Regions from separate parts of the Rattus norvegicus genome. Here region 1 is linked to region 2. The links are chromatin contacts, called in public Hi-C maps. All regions are on one chromosome and are shown on one strand. The core of a region is the stretch at or near the end of the contact, and the rest is flanking DNA. Distances in the headings are between cores, read along the strand shown. Region 1 overlaps Fgf1 (fibroblast growth factor 1). Region 2 has its middle 65 kb from the start of Ndfip1.

The links. Hi-C and Micro-C count contacts between places; a contact is called where the count stands out from the background.
Region 1: a Hi-C map of liver shows a contact between it and region 2, with 2.1 times the contacts expected there. The contact joins two enhancer-like sites. A contact is called at or near these places in 3 of 12 Hi-C or Micro-C datasets (kidney, liver and psoas muscle).

The regions. Positions count from the first base shown.
Region 1 is chr18:30,948,855-30,954,464 of GRCr8, forward strand. All of the region lies in intron 2 of Fgf1 (fibroblast growth factor 1), which reads right to left. It also overlaps a transcript of Arhgap26 not described here. Among named protein-coding and RNA genes, the nearest start is that of Fgf1, 9.7 kb to the right of the region's middle. Within about 2 kb of position 2,162, at least 23 of the 93 cell types and tissues checked have an H3K27ac peak or open chromatin away from gene starts, as enhancers often do. A contact at or near this core is called in liver, where this site is marked.
Region 2 is chr18:30,578,853-30,584,291 of GRCr8, forward strand. No RefSeq gene overlaps it. Among named protein-coding and RNA genes, the nearest start is that of Ndfip1, 65 kb to the left of the region's middle. Within about 2 kb of position 3,334, at least 3 of the 93 cell types and tissues checked have an H3K27ac peak or open chromatin away from gene starts, as enhancers often do. A contact at or near this core is called in liver, where this site is marked.

The DNA.
Region 1 (5,610 bases), core at 912-3,411, 370 kb after region 2:
GGATCCATAGCAGGGATGTGCGTGTGTATATGTGTGTGTGTGTGTGTGTGTGTGTGTGTGTGTGTGTGTGTGTGTGTGTATGCGTGTGTCTTATTCATCCCCATGTTCCCTCTAGTTCTATAAAATTAGTTTTGCAGCCACCTCTGGGTCCTGGGTTGATTGCATTTGCTGGTCTTTGGTCTGTATCTAGTGCATGTTTTTGTGTTGTGACTGCATACACATGAGCTATTTATCAAAGATTCACTGTCTCCCACAATTGTTCTGCCTCTCAGGGGTGGAAATGTTTTAAAGGTCTGTTTTTAGTGAATGGACAGACTCCCAGAGCTATCAAAGATTCACTCTTTCTTCCTTTCTTTCTTTCTTTCTTTCTTTCTTTCTTTCTTTCTTTCTTTCTTTCTTTCTTTCTTCCTTCCTTCCTTCCCTCCTTTCTTTCTTTCTTCTTTCCTTCCCTCCCTCCCTCCCTCCCTCCTTCCTTCCTTCCTTTCTTCCTTCCTACCTTTTGCCCTTTTCTTTGAACAAAGATTTTATTTTAGGTGAGTACACTGTACACCGTTGCTGTCTCTGTCTTGAGACACACCAGAAGGGGGCGTAGTTGTGAGCCACCATGTGGTTGCTGGGAATTGAACTCAGGTCCTCTGGAAGAGCAGCCAGTGCTCTTAACCACTGAGCCATCTCTCCAGCTTCCTTTGTCCTTTATTGTGTGTGTATGAAGTGTGTATTGAAGGGGGTGTGCATGCTGTGACTTAAGTGTAGAAGTCAGAAGACAACTTTCTGGAGTCAGTTCTCTCTTTCCAAAAGCTTTACGCAGATTCTATTCAAAACAAAACAAAACAAAACAAAACAAAACAAAACCAAACCAAACCACATTCAGGTTTTAGACTTGCAAGCAAGTACTTTACCTACCAAGCTACCTTGCTGGCCCAAAGACTCAATTCTTGCTCCTGGTGATGTCTGAAGTGATCTGTGACCCATCTCAGGCTTGAGTACAGGGAATCCATAAGATACAAGCACCCTTAGGACCCAGAAGTACCAGGGGTGGGATGCGGATGAGATGGGGAGTCACAGGAGCCTACATTCTCTGTGGTCAACACCCGCCACCAGGTGAATGGTGTCCTCACTGGGGAGAGACCTGCTGGGTGTACGCAGGAAAGGCAGCAGGCCTGGCCATTTCAAGGTGCTTATTATTGAAAAACAAAGTGCACAGCTAACTGAGTACTTCCTTTAGCTCAGTTCCAAGATGGAGATGGCAAATCTTGATTTAGCAGAACAGGAAACAGCTTTCTAAAGACAACCTAGTGGTCAATAGGAAATTTCTTCAGAAATTCAGAGCCTTATAAAAATTGATTTGAAGAGAGTTGGAAAAGGCTTATGTGGTAGATTTTTTTTTTTTAAACTATCAACGTGTTACTCTGTAGCCCAGGCTGAATCTGGCAGTTGCAGTGATTCTCCTGCCTCAGTCTCCCAAGTACTGTTATGGCAACCATGAAGTGCGGTCTCCAAGTGTTTGGTGGATCTGTGGCCCTATGTTTCCTGAGGAGATGCAGGCTTGTACCTTTAGGTGTTTTGTTTTGATTCTGGTTTTGGTTTTTGGTGCTGGGCATTGAACCTAGGACCTGGTTTGTGCTAAGCATAGATGTTGAAAGGTGTTGGTTTGAGAATACAAAACATAAGTATCAGCCTGAAATGTACGAGATCACCTTGGTGGCTTGCACTCCTGTTTTACACTCAGTGTTCAACACCCTGTGGTCTCTGGGTACTTACAGCTCCTTCTGAAGAGGAGCCCAGCGCTTTCCAGAGGCTCCACTAGCCTCCACCTGGGTCCTAGTGCTGTATATCTAAGGCATAGCTGCGTCCGTTTTCTTGTATGTGACCATTAGCTTCCACGCAGCCGTAACCAAAGCTTGTTCATAGAGAGGTACATGATCCCTTACTTTCTAAGAGCAGAAAGAAGGGAAAAGAATCCAAGGTAGCTAGTGCCAAGAGTGGTGAGCTCAGGGGCCACACCCCTATCTACTCCTGTCCTGCGCTAGGGATCTTTACTGCTAAGGCGACAGCTGGTATCTTGGAAGCCAGAAAGGAGGGCCTCACTCCTGTGTGGCATGGCCTGCCCTTTCTGCCTCCTGCCTGGGGAGAGGCCACAGAGATTACGTGCCCAGTTTATTCTGGGTTGGAGACTTCCCGTCCTTGGTTGTGTTTACTCAGAGTGAGGTCAGCCTCATTCAGAACTCAGCCAGGTTGTTTTATGTCAGTGGAGTTTATAATTAAAGTGTAACCACAAGCCAGGCTTTGCAAAACATTAAAAGACAGACAAGAGGAAAAATGGACTGGAGGGGGGAAAATTCCAGTGGTTTTCAGTGTGTGTGTGTGTGTGTGTGTGTGTGTGTGTGTGTGTGTGTGTGTGTACATACATATGGAAAAGAGTTTGTGCTAACATTTGTGAAGGTGTCTTGTCTTTTAACATCTGGAAAAAAGTCAGTGAATTTTTTTATTTAGCCCAGAGATTGACTAACACATTTGCGTGTGTGTTCATTCATATGTATAATGTAGCTTCTCTAGAAGAATTCCCCTGTAATCAAATAAGGGGTCTTGGGTTAGACTCAGGGACCTGGGAGGCTGATGTACCACATGTGGCAGGCTGGTGTACCCTGTTGGGGGGACATTCCTTCCTGTAGGCCCGCCCCTCTCTCTGGCTACAGCATCAGGGCCCAGACCTCCCCAATGTGGTTATTTGGAAGGCTGCTCTGACTCGGAGGCCAAGCTGGTGGGGAATAAGATGCCTTTGCCATTAAATGTGGATTCCCATCAGACCAGACAACGGAAGTCTGGACTCCCCCCAAACAGTCTGCAGGGAGGGATTTCACTAGAGTGTGGTCTGCTTGTATCCAGGGCAATGCAGTAAGATCCTTTGGACCAGCAAACTCCCCTGGTGCCTTTAGGATGTGGCTAGATTTATAAATATTTGATTGGCACACACTCGGCTGAAGAACATTTCCATCTGTGTGGCGAGAGTGTGGAGGATCCCCCCTCTCCTACCCCCGGTCTCTTTCCTACGCGCTGGGGGAGGCTGTAGGGCTGTAGGCTCCACGAGGAGGCTGGAGCTTAGGGATGTTCAAGAGTGGTGTGCCCTTGCTGTCTGTACAGCTGCTGTTCCAGTTGTTGAGTAAGAGTAAGTCCTGGCAAGCCTTCGCCAGAGAGGACACTCTGGCAGACAAGCAGAGAGCTCTTGACATTGGTGGCTTCTGTGCCATGGAAGCCAAGTGGGAAGAACCTGATGGGCTATGGCATGGGCAGGCTGTGGCTCTGCGGCAGGTTGCAGGCGTTCCAACTGACACAGTCCCAGAGAAGCTGGGGTGTACAGTCACTGGAAATCCTGTGAACAAGCTTAACATTTAATTTCATGGCCAGCTATCAGTCTTAGGAAGACAGTGACAACCATGGGGAATGTCACCGTTTTGAACATTTAGGGGCCCAACAGTGTGCTGGACACCCTCAGAAACATCACATCTCACATCCCTACTTTCCAGGGACATAGATAACTGTTAGCATGCCTGTCTTCAAGACAAGGAAACTGAGGCACCGAGAGGAAAACTAACTGCCACAAGGTGGCCCAGCTCTGGTAAACACAGTCAGAAGACATCAACCTGTCCTTGCTTGTCTGTACCACGCGCTAGGATAAGTGCACCAATGTAATTAGTTTGTGGGGTGAAAATGTTAGTACCAGGGTGGTGGGATCCTCAGGAAGAGCAGGTTAGTATTAGGACAGAGAAATAATTTCCACATGCTGTCCCTGTGAGGGGCTGGTCACATCCTGTTAGCTTTTGGGTTTTCAGCACAATGGTGACTAGCAACCCCGGAGGGCTGTTGTTAGCTAGGAATGACCTGTGCAGGGCCTAGCGTGTGTCAGTGCTTGACTGGCATTTCTTGAGATATTGTTGGGTTTAAATTTCTCTGCCAACAATGCAAGTCGGTGGCTCATCAAATTCAATGCTCACCGGGCACTGAACCAAGGGACAGTCGGTACGCTGGACACAAAAGCTGCAGTGTGGAGCATTAAGAGCCAGAGTCCTTGTACTCAGGCGGCCCTGCAGGAGAGACGCCCAGTAAATAACTGGACGAGTAAATGCAGAAGTGTAGCTACAAGGAGAGACACCCTGGTCTATGGCATCTCTCACACACTCTGTGTCAAAAGTGGACACTTAGCTACTTATCTCTCGGGAGCAGCATTCTGCTGTCAAAAGCAGCCTTTTCATGAACTGCATCTCCACGGATTCCAGAATCGGCAGCCACCGCTGTGCACCCATCTCTGTCAGGGATTCTGTGGCAGTGGGTACCTAGCATTGTATCGTGTGTGGATAATTGCCTGCCGCTGTGTCCCAAGCCTTGGTGAAGTCACGAGCTCAGACCCCACCTCTCTACAGGAATCTGATTGAGACATTTCGCTTAGGTCTATTTTAGGATAGTCAGTGTACAGCATCCTCCAGAGGTTGATACCACGGACAAGGTACCTGGGAACTGTCTCTCCCAAGGGTAAGCCAGACAAATTTGGATAATCTCCTTACTTTGCTCACAGCAGGTCAACTCATTGAGGACAAATAGACACCGTAAAAGGAATTAATTTTTGTTTTGTTTTGTTTTGTTTTGTTTTGTTTTGTTTTGTTTTGTTTTGCAGGGCTCCAAAAGCAAGTTGTATTTTGTGGGGTTTATAATTTACCTAAGTATCTGACTGGCTTTTAGGGGCGCTCTTCCTTCAGGAAGCTTTGGAGGATGGCTCTGCCTGTTTCCACAGCTTTTCATTAAACCCAGACAAACCATTAAAGAACAGAACTCCCATTTGGCAGTGGTGGATCATGGCTTTCCTGGGGTTCCACTCCAAACTGCCCAAAGCTGACTCTGGTTCTTGTACGCCTGAGGTCCCGAACAGCAGTGCCAATGCTAGGCAGAAGAGGGCGACAGATCCACACTCAGGGAGAGAACCTATGCCCCGATGCCCTCTGTGGCAGGCTGATTGGTACTGTGAGGGCCACAGAGTGAGGCTAACACTCGAATTCCAAGGGGGGAGGAAATTGAGTCTCAATGAGATTAAAAGACTGCCTCAAACTAGGCATCTGGGGAATTAGAAGACTCATCAGCTGGACAGCTTGAAGCTTTTCTCCCAGAGCACTTCATACAAAACCGAGAGAACATTAGTTGTCTGGTTAGAAAGTGGCAGGGTAGGGCGTGAGTGTCAGCATTCCAGGGCCCTGACTGCAGAGAGTGGGCAGATTGTCTATTGTGGTTTCAACTGGTACAGGGCAGATTGCTGCCTACTTACAGCAGGATTGTCTTCTGTCCCGTTGGCCCTTGTTCATCGTTTCAGGGTCAGTGAACAATAAGCTCATATAACTGCTTCAAATGTTGGCAGAGAAGTTCTGAGTTAAATCCTCAATCCAGACTCTGGCCCTTTGTCTCACATTGTCTATCCATACACTGCAGGGGGTCCGTAGGCTGTGGATTGTAGCAGCAACTTGCTGAACCCTGGGCCAGGCAGGTACTGTGCCCAAAACAGTTACTGTATCATTTCATTTAACTCTCCCAAGAAACCTGTAGTCAGTATTCTCACCTTTTCACTGG
Region 2 (5,439 bases), core at 2,084-4,583:
TGATCCTTCCACAGTTATTTGTGCTGTGTTCTTTTTGTTCCTAGTAATAAATGCTTTTTATGCTAAAAAAACAAAAAACAAAAAAACTGCAGCTGTAACTCCGTCTTAACCAGCAGGTCCCCAGGAAAGCACAGATTGCTCAGGGTGGCACAGTATGAGGCCAGCCTGGGGTACATGAGACCTGAGAGAGAGAGAGAGAGAGAGAGAGAGAGAGAGAGAGAGAGAGAGAGAGAGAGAGGAAAAAGAGGGAGGGAAGGGAGAGGGAGATGGAGAGGGAGAGGATTTGCCCTGGGTCAAAGAGCAAGGTAGATAATTGTCTAGGATCTGATCCTTTCTTGGTACATTTGGTTTGGTTTGGTTTGGTTTGGTTTGGTTTGGTTTGGTTTGAGGCAGGGGTCTTGCCAGTCTACCCTCAAACTCTCAATCCTTTTGCCAAAGCTTCCTCGGTGCTGGGATTTCAGGCATGTACTACAATATCCAACTCTGAACCTGGGTGTTCTAAACCCACAGCTCTTGGGCATGAGGCCTATTGTTGACTAGGAAGATTTGTTGACCTTCTCAAGAGTTACTATTTAGACAGAATCGTGTTACAGCTAGAATGGAGCCAGTGTCTCCAATGCAGAATTGCTGGGAGAGCTGCAGTGTTTGCCTCTGCACAGCCATACCACCATCCAGTGGGGAGAAATGATATAATTCCTCCTCCTCTTCATCCAATAAATAGTTGACATAAGTTATTAGCTGAGGTTAAAATAAGTATAGTAATTCCACACCCGCCGTTAAATTACCTAGCTGGCACACAGTGGGGGAAATGCCTGTTTCCTGAACTCTGTGCTACTTGTAGGTCATTATACCATTAGCTTATTATTTAAATTATCTAATTAGATTGGTCATTACTCAGCCTCGTTCTAAGTAACATCCATGAAGTAGCCATGGATGTGTTAAGCATTAGGATGAGAACATCCTTTAGCACACCAACACCGTGTTCCTGTAATAGCATGAAAACATCCTTCAGCATGCCATCACTGTGCTTGGTATTGCCTGTGATAACAGCCTCTGGCACACCAGCATCGTGTTGGTATTTGCCTGGGAGAAATGGTGCACGTTACAAAGGCTACGTGTCTATATGGCAGCACAGGTGAGGGCAAATTAAGTCCACATCCACACTACCCACCCCAGGCACTACCTCCTCCTTCTCAGAAGTAGGCTGGGGTGTGCTGGAGATGCTCAGAACCTTACCAGTGACTGGGCTGACCCCACAGAGGCACCTCTTCTGAGGGAGACTATGCCTGTGTCTCTAAGGACCTGCTTAAATTACTCTAATGAAGCAATAGGACAAAAATTGTCATTATTATTGGTAGCAATGAAAATGATAATTCCAAAAACAACAATAGTAATAACAATAATAATTCCAGAAACAGGCAAGAACGACTCTTTATGCTTTAGCTGTGTGCTCTAGTCTAGGGAAATTGCTGGATCCTGGGGGTTGGGAGTAATGGAGAGTAGTCTTGCCAGGGGTGGAATGCAGACAAAGGGGGTCCCCACCTAGGATGAAGGGAACTTCTGGCTAGATTTCACCTGTTCCTGTTTCTATTCTTACCAGGTAGTCCCATCCCAACTAAGGCAAAAACTAAGTGGAAACTTAGAGCCCTATTATCTGAAATTGTGTGCGTGTTTAACCCGCCCAGCTGTCTTTCATACAAACAGGGCGAGAGTACTTTCTAATTCCCTGCCTTCACTGTTAGTGCAAAATGTGCCAAGGCCCTCCATGACCTTCTCTTCACTGTGACAAAATAACTGAAGGGAGCAACATCAAGGAGGGAAGATGGAGGGCTGGAGAGATGGCTCAGCGGTTAAGAGCACTGACTGTTCTTCCAGAGGTTCTGAGTTCAAATCCCAGCAACCACATGGTGGCTCACAACCATCTGTAATGAGATCTGATGCCCTCTTCTGGTGTGTCTGAAGACAGCTACAGTGTACTTATATATAATAAATAAACAAATCTTTAAAAAAAAAAAAAAAGGAGGGAAGATGGATTTCAGATCAGTGACAGTCCCGGGGACAGGGCGGGCATCTTCAGAGACAGCCATGGAGCTGACTCTTGGGACAGCTCTCAGGTCAGAACCTGAAGTTGATGTTACCTTCAAGACCCACTCCCAGCATCCCTTTCAGCAAGTTAGACTAAAGTCCTAGAAATTGTATAACCTCCCCAAAGAGACCACCAGCTAGGGATCAAATGTCAAACACATGAGTTTGTGGGCGACGCTCCTCATCAAAATGGTTACAGTGATACAAGCCACCACCCCAACCCTCAAATAAAGCTGCATTTTACATGTTAAGCTTTGGGGTCTTGGGCCTTAAATGACTTTATGTGGCAAGCTGAATAAAGGACAACATACATGCAGTATGGGGAATAGGGCCCTTGAAACCTGGAGAAATCAGAGTGGGGAGGAAGGATTTTCTGAGGACCAGCTGGTAGTCAGATCTCTCTGGCCAGCCATATTGACAGCAGGAGTTGCCATTTGTCTACTCCACAGCCACACATCTCCTGGTCTGTCCTAGGGTTAGCCACTGCCCGTCCAAAAGACTTGGGGTTACTGTTTCAGTGCTGAGGTAGGAAATAAATCTACAAAGAATGAAGAGACGATTAAGAAGAGAGGTGGGTAGGGTTGGGGATTTAGCTCAGTGGTAGAGCGCTTGCCTAGCAAGCGCAAGGCCCTGGGTTCGGTCCCCAGCTCCGGAAAAAAAAAAAAAAAGAAGAAGAAGAAGAGAGGTGGGTTAGGAGGGACCTGGCTGGCATTTAGCTTCCTGACTGTGATACTCCTTGTGATTCAGCGGAGGCTGACCACTATCATCCCCCAACCCCAGCTCCATCCCCACCCCCTCTCCACCCTTCCCCCAACCAATGAGCGCAGTTCCTAGTCTCCTACTCTTCCCACTCCAAAATGGCCTGGTCTGGTCAAGGACTCCCCAGTCCTGCTTTTCAAAAGGCTTCTCTCATCAGCTCTGAACGCTGCTGCTCCCCCTCCTTCCTGCCAGCCGGGCTGGAGTCCGCAGGCACGCCAGGCACACGTGGAATGCTGCCAGTCGCAGGAGATCCCGAGGGAGATAAAAAGCACATCTTTGACCACTTCTTTACCAAACAGACCCAAGCTGTGTAATTAAAGGCCCCGGGACTCTGCTGGAAATAGGTTTAAACCTGAGGTAATCCCTTCAGGCACTTCCTCTTCCTAATGACATCAACAGAAATCAAACAAATCCACCTGGCTCCAGTCAGTAAGTCTGTAACCAGCAAAGGTCACAGGAGGAGCGATAAGAACAAGAAAGCGGCCACAAACCGCGTTACTGGAAACACATGTTGGGACGTGTTGGAAAGCAACTCCCGCCAGGCCCATGCTCGCTCTGGGACAGCGACAAGGCGAGCAGCCTTCCCCGCCTCTGCCTCCGCCTCCCTAGCCAGCTACTTTATTTTTTCTTTACCTCCTAGACTAGACTTGGGCATGGGGGCAAGGGTGAGGCTATAGCTTGTTCAGGGGCGTGGGGAGGAGAAAGGCCTGCCACTGTAGAAACTGGGAGGACAGGTTCACCCCTCATTCAGCAGCGAGGACCCCTGCAGACTGCCTTGGGAACCTGCCTCCAGTCTCCTACTGCCTGCATGTGCAGGTAGCCAGAAACACAAGCATGCTCGCATGGGAAAGTGTTTCTTCAAACTTTTAGACCGCCCTGCGCTGTTTTATTACCAGGTCGGGCAGTTGCAACATACCTCGCCAGCGTGACTTAAGCAACACAAGCAATTTTCTCACAGCTCAGGAAGCTGGGAAGTTCGTTCAAGGTGCTCGGCTGGTTCTTGGCGAGGACTTCCCTTCTTGCTTGTTTGCCTGGCAAAGAGCGATCTGCCTCTTTTTTTATAAAGGTGTCACTCAGGATGTGCTCTACTAATCCCATGCCCTTCTCACAGGCGCTGTCTCCAAATGCAGTCACACCAGGTGGCTACAGCTTTTCACTTAGGAACTTGGGAAGAACACAATTCAACCCACAGCACTCAAGTGAGTGATTGGGGTATTCGAAGGACAATGAGGGAAACAGGACCACACATGATGGATCTTCAAGTCTTACTTGAATGCGTGGTGGGGAGGGAAGGGGAAGGGGGGCGGGGTGGGGAGAGAGAGAGAGAGAGAGAGAGAGAGAGAGAGAGAGAGAGAGAGAGAGAGAGAACCCTGTCTTGCAGCGAGTGTACCTACAGTTGAGGAGAAGCCAGGGTGACTGCAGCCCCCAGCTAGAATGTCACCTCTAGTGAGTGTCTCTCTGTCTTCCTGTTTTCACAAAGGAAGGTGAGCACTTTTAAGCCAGATATGTGGTTTTCTTCTCTGGCTGCCAACAAGCCTTACAGGATTCAATGTTTATAGTCAATGAGCGGTGCTTTGAAACTGACCAGCTAGTCTTGAATCTTGTGGCAGGATTGGGGATGATAGATCTTTTGAAGATTTAAGCTCTAAGGACCTTTCAAGACAAGAAGCAGAAGGACTTCATTTTCAAGGACTGAAGTTCTGTCTTCACTGAGCCTTGTCCAAAAGCCACCACCCATCAGCTGAGCCACCTTTGGACAATAACTTACCCTCTTGGAGTTCCCCTAATCTTAAGAGTGAGTTAACAGTGTGATTTCCAGGGACCTGAAGGGCCTCACTTTAGAAAGAGCTCAGAATACAGAATGCTTGCCTACTAAGGCTAGAGGGGTCAGAGTTCTTATATCCATTCGGACTTTTTTAGAACCCACCTTCTCCTTTCTGCAAGATGCTGTAGAGATCCAGGAAAAGGAGGGTGTTAAAAGCATTTAATGCTCTTCCAGAGGACCTGAGTTTGATTCTTAGAGCTCACTCCTAGGTTCACAACTGCCTGGACCTCCCTCCAGGGGAACCAAATCCACTGCCCTCTTCTGGCTTCATAGGCACCCACACAATGTGATATATACTCACAGACACATGTATGTACATAAAAACAGAAATCTAGGGGCTGGGGATTTAGCTCAGTGGTAGAGCGCTTACCTAGGAAGCACAAGGCCCTGGGTTCGGTCCCCAGCTCCGAAAAAAAGAACCAAAAACAAAAAAACAAAAAAACAAAAAAACCCCAGAAATCTAGGAAAGGGATCAGTCCTTGAGATTTAATACACAAGGAGTGTATACATATGTGTGTATATTACATGTGTGTTTGTGTTTGCATATATACATGTATATGTATGCTTGTGTGTGTACATGTGTGTATGTACATATATGTATATGTGTGTTTGTGTATATGTGTATATATGTACACTGTGTGTTTGTGTGTTATGCGTGTACATGTGTGTATGTGTGCATATGTGCATGTGTGTTTGTGTGTTATGTGTATGAGTGTATATGGGTGTATGTATGTGTGTATATGTACATCTGTGTGTGTTTGTGTGTATAC